Linked DNA regions of Anas platyrhynchos: region 1 is linked to region 2. The links are chromatin contacts, called in public Hi-C maps. All regions are on one chromosome and are shown on one strand. Each heading gives the region's core, a stretch centred on a gene start, on an enhancer-like site or on the middle of the called end of the contact. The rest is flanking DNA. Distances are from core to core; before and after follow the strand shown.

The links. Hi-C and Micro-C count contacts between places; a contact is called where the count stands out from the background.
Region 1: a Hi-C map of skeletal muscle shows a contact between it and region 2, with 3 times the contacts expected there. The contact joins two enhancer-like sites. A contact is called at or near these places in 3 of 8 Hi-C or Micro-C datasets (liver, skeletal muscle and subcutaneous adipose tissue).

What each region holds. Positions count from the first base shown.
Region 1 is chr4:73,524,405-73,528,548 of IASCAAS_PekinDuck_T2T, reverse strand. No RefSeq gene overlaps it. Among named protein-coding and RNA genes, the nearest start is that of FGFRL1, 28 kb to the right of the region's middle. Within about 2 kb of position 1,623, at least 3 of the 8 cell types and tissues checked have an H3K27ac peak or open chromatin away from gene starts, as enhancers often do.
Region 2 is chr4:73,202,517-73,207,043 of IASCAAS_PekinDuck_T2T, reverse strand. No RefSeq gene overlaps it. Among named protein-coding and RNA genes, the nearest start is that of RNF212, 35 kb to the right of the region's middle. Within about 2 kb of position 3,078, at least 3 of the 8 cell types and tissues checked have an H3K27ac peak or open chromatin away from gene starts, as enhancers often do.

The DNA of each region.
Region 1 (4,144 bases), core at 374-2,873, 320 kb before region 2:
GTGTTGTGAAAATGTATTTTTCTGTCTCCAGTGAATCTGATACCTTTTCATATAAATTTCAAGGCAGATTTTCTCATTTGTTAATGAAATGCTGAGGTCCTACTAGTCTCAGAAGCATAAAGAGACCTGCACAGAGCCACCAAGAAACAGGGCATCTCTGGGGTATCTCTGGGGATCATTTAGTCCAAACTCCTGCCCAGACCTCAAAACAAAATTTCAAAAATGTTCAAAACATCAAATTTACCAGCATCAAACTGACCCTGTAATGGGCCTGTTACTGACTCAATGCGAGGTAGCTGATCAGTGATGATACAGATTTTTTCCCAAATTAAGTTGTCAGCTGGAGTTTGTTTAAATGTAGTATGACGAACCCCCATGCTGATTTGTGTGGACATGACACAGATGCGGTTTAGACCTGTTTGTGGTTCTTTAATTCTGTAGTCCTGTGCCTTCAGCCTATGTACACTGAAGCAGTGGGGATCCTTCTCTAACAACATTGATATCAAACCCTCTGTATCTCATGTACCTTGTGGTGCCCCTTGGGAGAAAATGTTGTGTAATCAAGAAAATGGCAATGAACAAGTTAGAAAACAACTACCTACAACTTATTAAAAAAAAAAAAAAAACACAACAAAACAAACAACTCAGTCAAGTCTCTCTGCAGCACAGAAAAACTCAGTTTCACGGCGTCAGAGCGGTGGCTCCAGCGAAGTTACTTATGGCAGAGTTATTGTTTTTTCTACCTTCGCAGGAGCAGATTTGATTAGGAGTCTGGGGTATTGCTTTGACAATGGTGAATAGTGGAACTTTATTCCTTCTCAGTCCTCACAGAGAGTCAATCAGTCTAACAAAATACATATTTATACAGCATGCCAAAAGGCGATTATGTCAAATACTGAACTTTTTGTGTCCAAAAAAAAAAATAATCCAGGTTAGAAAAAGTGCAGTTCAAATTTATAAGGTTGTCATTTATATAGAGCCAGGCCAGGAAATTGTGCTATGGGTAGGGACAAGCTAAATAGGACCAAAAAAAAAAAAAAAAAAAAGAGAAATGCACTTCATGTCCTTGTTCTGGCCCCCTTTGTGCTGGGGGAGCCAGCCCAGTTTGAGGATTCGTCTTCTTTTAGACCTTTTGTCCTCGTGACTGTACCCAGCCTTTGTGGCCTGGCATTAACAAATGTGATGTAGACATTTTAAAGGGGCCATTTGTGTTTGGTCAGTCTCCAGTCAGTCTCTTGAGTTTGCTCAGGCTCCAACTGTGCCAATCTTGCCATGGAAAAAAGACCTCCCCATGAGCAGTGACATTCACCACTGTCAGGGTCCTCCTGTTCAGAAATCCCCTTCAGCTGACTGACAAAAAACAAACAAACAAACAAACAAAACCCGTAAACCTTTTATCCAAAATGCTGCAACTGAACACAGATAAACCAAACCCTTCACCTCAAGCTGCACTGTAATCCTCGGAGATGATTTAGCACACTGCTTGGAAAGCTTCACAACAGCTGAATTTTGCAAAAATGAAGTATCACTGCTGTTCACGTGGGAGGTGTACGGATCAAGAGCAGCGTGTGCTGGTCAAGGAGGAGTGTATTTATGTGCGATACTTAAAATACAAATCAAGGTCCTGATTGCACAGTCACTGACCTGGCTTTGAGAGGAATGCATTTCTGCTATCGCACCATGGCTTTGCAAGTTGAAGGCTTTAAACCGGGCAAAGTTTTCAGTGGAAGGCTGTAGCTTTTATTCTCCAAACTGATATCGGAAAGGAATCTTAAAAAATTGTCCAAACAGTTTGGACAGAAGCTGGGGGAGCTGGGCTCAGGGTTGGACCCATGGGGCTGGATCCTCAGCGGGGTGGTGTGGTGTTGGTCGAGGGACAGCTGTACGTCTCCGTGCTGCTCCGTCCCCCACGGCTGCAGCTGTTGGAGGAGGAAACGATCTGGGGTCGGCAGAGGGGGCTGGGTAGATTAAACAAACCTCCTCTGCCTGGAGCAGGGGCTCCCACCTCCCCCTGCTTGCTCGGTAAGAAAATATTTTTGGCCATTTGTCATCCCCTGTTGCACGTTTGTCTGTCGGTCCATATAATTGGGGCTGTCTGCAGTTGCAGATTCCTTCTGTGAAGGCATCGCTCAATGGGATATGTGCTCTGGCTGCTGGTGACAACATGGCCAAGATCTGCTCATCAACTAGGCGATTTTGCCTCTTTAACCTCTTTGTCTCACCCCAGCAGTTTTCTGGAAGACCTTGACATTTGCACTCAGTAGCTTTCAGTAAAGCTTCAACAGCCTCCTGTAACCGGGGGGTATTACTGGAACAGTCACTGGGCTTATCTTGTTATTTCAGACTGGTACAAATGAAGTGCCTGGGAAAGACTGGCTTGGAAAGGGACTAATGGTAACATGGGAGGAAGGGAGACCCTCCACCATCAGGTTTCTCCTCCTGCCCTATGCTGACTAGAGAAGAAATGCAGAAATGGGAGCTGGAGTAAAATAAAACCACATTTGCCTGTTAATTCCTTGGACACAAGACTGATGCTAAGATTTAGCAGAAGTTTTTCAAGCTACATATTTTAATAAGAGGAATCTGGGTTCTTAAGTAAAAGTAAATATTCAGAGTGAAGACTCCTATTTCCACTCTTCACAAAGGAAGAAATTGAAAAAAAAAATCTGAAACTATATGGGCTTTGAAACTCAAGGATATATATATATATATATATATATATATATATATATATATATACATGTATATATATATTTTTTTTTTATGGAGGTAGGTGATTGGGAAGAACATTTCAGTTGACACAGTTGTTAAAATCAGTTTTTGGTTGGTAAAACATTTTCTTCTTACCTTACAGTTTTGGTTATGAGTCCTCCAAAAGCTGGGATGAAGCTGCCAAGGTCTGCCCATGAAACCCAAGCTGTAGGTTAGACTTCTACATAGCTATGGGTTTGGGATGTCCCTGGGTCTGGGTCAAAATAGTGAAAACCTCTTCTACACTCTTAGCACCCTGCCAGCCTTCCCTTCAGGAGGGCTTCCTACAGGACTTTTATTGAGGGATTTTTTGTTTCCCTGCCTGGCCTGTTGACTTCTGTCTCCACATGGGCATGGTGCAGCCCATGGGCAGCTGTGTTCTTGCTCTTGTTCCCTGCTCTTTTTCACACCATTTCTCCCTCTGCGCATGGCTAAACTATCCTATCTGCCATCAGCAGGGGGTTTGTGATGGGTTGTATTGAGACCACGACGTGTGATCTGGCCACAGCTTTCCCCTTCACTTCCCTTCTCCACTCTAGGCCGAGACCCCTTCATCTACCTCATGTAGTACCTCATCACGTCGCCTTTGCTGTTTCCCCTGGCCCCTGCCCATGCTGCAGCTGATGAGGTACGTGCTGGCATAACTCTCCTCTCGCAGGGGATTGCTGTCATCGTGCCTGCTAAAAACCCACTTGGGCTGGCAAGGGATGGAGTACCAAAAAACACGTGTGCCAAAACCATGTTTTTCTAGAAACTGGGCTGTGAAAATTGGTCCAGATATTGTCTTCTTCAGAGTGCCATCATTTCCGTCTTTCATATCAGCAAAGTCTTCCTTCTCTTTTCATTTCATCCTGCCCCTTAATCCAGCTTCTTGCTGCTTTGGATCTTTTTACAGGGCAGCTGAAAGTCACCTTTGGCCTTCTAGGCCTCAAGCCATTGTAGCTCCAGGGAGAACAATGCTGATCAGACGGAAATTTCTTGGGTGCATCCAAGCTCAGACTTTGTCCATATACACCCCTGTGCATTAACTCATCTTCATTCAGCTCTTGGACAGATTCTGAACACCTTTGTCCCAATATAAAATAGAAATAATTCCCCTGGTGTCACTGGTGCAGGACCCTGTTAAATGGATGCAGGACCCTGTTAAACGGATGTCATGGTAACATTGGCCTCAGTCTGTCCATCCTTTCCTTTCTTAATACTTACAAGAGATTTTTATTTAACCTTTAATGTAACTAGGGTTCCTTTGCTATTTTCCCCTTTGATATAGTAGCAGTTTAAGATTTTGCCTCCATTTACCACAGTATATGGCTAGCAGATTTTCTGTGGGATCTGAAGCTATTTATGGTCCTCACCTTGTTTTCTGTTGGCAGCTCCTTTTAAGATTCAACCT
Region 2 (4,527 bases), core at 1,829-4,328:
CTAAAAATAAGCTATTGGTCTTATTCATTTCTGAAGTAACTCTACTGAAATCAGCACTGTTACACCAGATATAAGTTTGACCCAATGCTTTTTTGGCCAGAAAAGAAAATTGGAAAAATTCAGCTCCATATGTTATGAATGCAAGCAAACCTTGGCTAAACAGATGAGTGTGTTTTTTTTTTTCATATATGCATTACAAGCTGAGAACTAACTACCCTTGTGGGTCACGGTGACTGTATCCTGAATCTCTGTGGAGTTAAAATGCTTGGAATAAATATAAGTTAAAAATATGTTTCTATGTTACTGTGCTACTATTGAGTTTCTATTCAATGATCCAACATGCAGTAGCCAAATAAATCCATCTGGCTTCTTTTCTACGCAAGCCTTAGGTCCCTCAAGATATTTTTCTGCATATTTTCCATAGTTATAAAACTTTTGGACATGCATTGATAAAACATGAATATGGGCATTTGTGGGTTCCTTATACTTCAATTGAAGACTTAAAACCACAAATTGATTTGACACTCCAAAGAAGCACACTGCTGAGAAATGTCTGCTCACATTTCATGATGTCTCTGTCTACACATTAAGAATGGAGTAACTGCGGTTGAGCGTAAACTGCAGGAACCTGGAGCACTTCTTCATCTGTAATTCTGAGTACGAGCTCCAGCTACAGCCCAGCTTCCATATAGGGTGTACAAGAAGTATAAATCTCCACTGCCCACCTCCTTATCCCTCCCTCCCCCATGTTTGCCCTCTTTTTCCTAACCTCTGGGAAGAAGACCCTGGCACATGGATTGAAAGTAAGCCAAAGCCAGATCCAGCGAGATCCCTGTTGTGCTTGTGTGAGACAGCACTTGTCCTGCAGTCTAAGGTAGTTTAGAATGCTTCAAAACAACTTGCAGAAGATATAAGGCAAACAGCTGTGCCAGCCTATGTCAAGTTGGTGAATATTGCATATGTTAAGCAACAGAGTGGTCCCATTCACAATGCTGCTTGTCAGCGCCAGCTTCCAAATGAGGAGATAACTGAAAGAGAAAGATTCATTTAAAGAATGATGATCTGTCTGGAAAAAAATGGTGAAGGTTTTCAGGTAGGGATGATGTGAGCTTTTGAGGAACACAGACCATTATATTCCTTGGTTGGCTGCACAGCCATCTTTCCTGATGGAATATTTAGGCCTAGACACAGGAATTTATATCAAAGGGAGATGGACAGGCAATGTCTAAATGTTGTTAAACAAGTGCTAACATAAAATAGATATAATCAAAGCAAAAAAAGAGGAACTGTAAGCTTTTCCATACCTTTAGAATCTGAAACAGGCCATTTCAAGCGGATGGAGAAGGAAATTCTCCTGGTTTCCCACTTGCTTCCCACATTTATGAATTAGCTGTGTGCAATCACTACTCTCCAGCTCTATTAAATGTAGTTTAATACAAGAGGTTAGTTTCATTGTCTGACATTCTCTTGCAACAGGGATAATTTTTCTCTGGTCCTTGGGCCTTCATGACTTTATTTCATATTCGTTAAAAAAAAGAAAACTGCTTATGATCATCTATATCCTCTTGGTTAATGGCACAATTTATTTTGTTTTGGGCAGCTTATGTTATGATCTCTGAGATTATATTGGATTTAGGGATTTCAGTCCAGTCTTTAGTGGCTCATATATATCACAAATCTAATGCATATCACAGGACACGGGCTAAAAAAAAGTGTGTAACATGGCGTTTCTGTAAAAGCCCAGAGTGCTGGACCACACTGGCAGGATAATCTGTCATCACTAAGAATTATTATATTCATAAGTCTATACCACACAAACAGAATCCTCTGACCTAAATGAAATTACTCTGGTTTCACAGCAGTACCACTTAGATTGCATTACAGTCCTTTATCTGTGGCTGTCCTCTGGCTATAAATGACGGGATACTCTGGTGCCTTATGTAGCTATACTGCCCATTTACTTTCCACATTAGAACAACAGGCATAAAGAACTTTGTTTTGTAAAGATCTGCTGCAGCTTGATTGAGCCCTTCAGCCTCCTCTTTGGCAAATACTCTATTCTGGTTTTGATCCAAAGTTTTGAATGTATCAGATTTTTTTTTGAACACCGTTCCTTTTATCTTGCATGCCAATTCTTAATCATGAGGATGTAACTAGGCTATGACACGAACAAACATTTCCAGCATTTTCTGCCCCTTTAATGCCAAAGTTCACAGTGGTTTATGGATTTTAACTTACTCTCCACACTTGACGTTGTATTTAAGATATCATCATGTAACATTCTGACTTTGAAGACTGTTATAGGGTTTAATGTTGGTTTCTCTTAAACACAATGAATCACAGTTCTCAAAGGTTACCTCAAGCATCATTTAGGGATGACCCCAAGAGAATATACCCCATGGCACTCCTGGAGAGAAGTGCCAAGGCTGCTGTGTCTGCTCCAGCTCTGCCCGTGGCTCCTGCACCAGCCACAGGGGAAAAACGGTGCAGGCTTAGAGTAACCTTGAAAGAACAATTCTTCCTAACCCACGAAGCCAAGGCATTGGATTAAGCTCTGAAAAAGACGCATTGCAAATAACTTCGGAGAATTAGATGTAACTTTAGTTCCATATTATTTTGTCAGTGCAAGAAGTGAAGACACAAAAAGGGACTTCAAACTAGGACCCACTTAATTCTAAAACAGCTGCTAAATAGCATCTGATATTTGATTTCTGAAGCTATCCCCAGCCCCATGGCCCTGTTAAGCAAGTGCCACAGCGTGACCACCTCTCCAGCACCGTCTCCTCGGTGCAGAGCTGGAAGGCCGCAGCGGTGAACCCGCGACACGCTGCAGGCCATGCTCCAGCTGTCTTCCAACAAACCAAACCACGGCAGCTCCAGAAGTTCACAGTAGCAGCACTAATTTCTACCAGCTGAGGACTTTGAGCTGTTATCTCTTGTTTAGACTTCAGAACAGACCTCCGGGCTGTGCCGCCTGAGACTCCCGTAAACAGAGCGGCCGCGCAGCCGCTTCTGACACCGCTGAGAAGTTTCACGGTTTCCCAACGAGCCCCGGGTTTTCGCATGGTTTGCTTGGCCCTGGAGAGCACGGTGTGGCTCGTACTGTGATAGCGTGCTGCTCTGGTGACAAAGTGACATTTAATGCCTGGATCATTGCTGCTGCGGGTGCGGGGAATGGAACACCTACCACATGGGCACTGCTGAAACGAAGCCGGCCCCGTGTGCCAGCTTTGCGAAAAAGAGCACTTTGTTTCTGCTTAGCCTTGGCAAGCTTTTAACCCTGGCTAATTTAACATTAAAGCTACACTAGCTGTCTCAGATCCATATTGTTAAAGCCAGCTGGATATGCCAAAAACTACAAAGAGAGCGAGCGTTTTGCCTAAACAAATAATACTGACTGTCACTTTGTATCAGGACTTAATCCTGTTAATGAGCCACAGGTGGGGCAATTTCCCTGATTGAATGCATTTTTCAGAGACCATTACCATTCACTGTGCTGCTTGCTGATAGCCATACGGTATGTACTGTAATCCTGACATCGCTCTTAGTCAGCAGTTCATTATTTAGAGTGCCTTTTACCTTCGCGTCCAGTCAGCCCTGTTATCTCTAGCCCAGCCACCAGGAAATGCTGCTCCAGTTTATTGTGAGCAGTATTCAGATTTGCAGATTTGTATTTCTCATTGTCTAAAGCATCTGTGGGAGATTTCAGATGGCTTCACAGTGGGTCTACTCTGCAGTGCTGAATGTGGGAAATTTCACAGGATTAAATTAGCAGCAATGAAGACGAGATAAATTCTTTGGTTACTCTACTTCAGGTCCTAAACTCTCATTTTGTGCTACACCGAAACAGGAACATGTACTGGAGAAGTTTAACAACTGATTAGATGTGAAAGTCTGTGCTGAAATGCTATTTATGTTAGTAGTAAAATAATTCAGTTCATTTGTTAATTTTTCAAGTATATTGCTTTAATTCTTGTAAAATCCCAGTGTGTTTTCATGGATGTAGAAGAAATGAGAGAAAGTTTTCATTGCTTCTGAAACCAAATGGCTGAATTCATATTTCTATATATACAGAAATTCTTTAATATTTGTTTGGATGTTGCTGGAAGGAAAATCCCATACAACCAAGTGAACAGACATCCTCTCTGTCTCAGAAAAGCTCTCTCCCACAGCCCCATGGAAAATGGGCAAAAAGCTGGTATTTACCCTGCTTAGGTGCAGCAGGCTGGTGAGCTAGTCCTTTGGCCAACCTTTTTCTTTTTTGCATGACATCCTGACTGTCTTAGCTACACTTGCTCTTCCAAGAAGAAAAAGATGGGAGAGGAGCAGCCAGGATACCTGTTTCACTGTCCGGTGAATAAGAATACACTACTTCAGGTAAAACGTTTTGGGTTAATGATTTTCCTTTTTTGCTTCACAAGTGGAAAATATGAATAGCCCACATATTTTTCAGTGAAAATCAGCTGCCTTGGAAAGCTTCATTCTTTTCACTGAAAGCCAGCTCTGCTGCTGAAAACCAGTGAAATC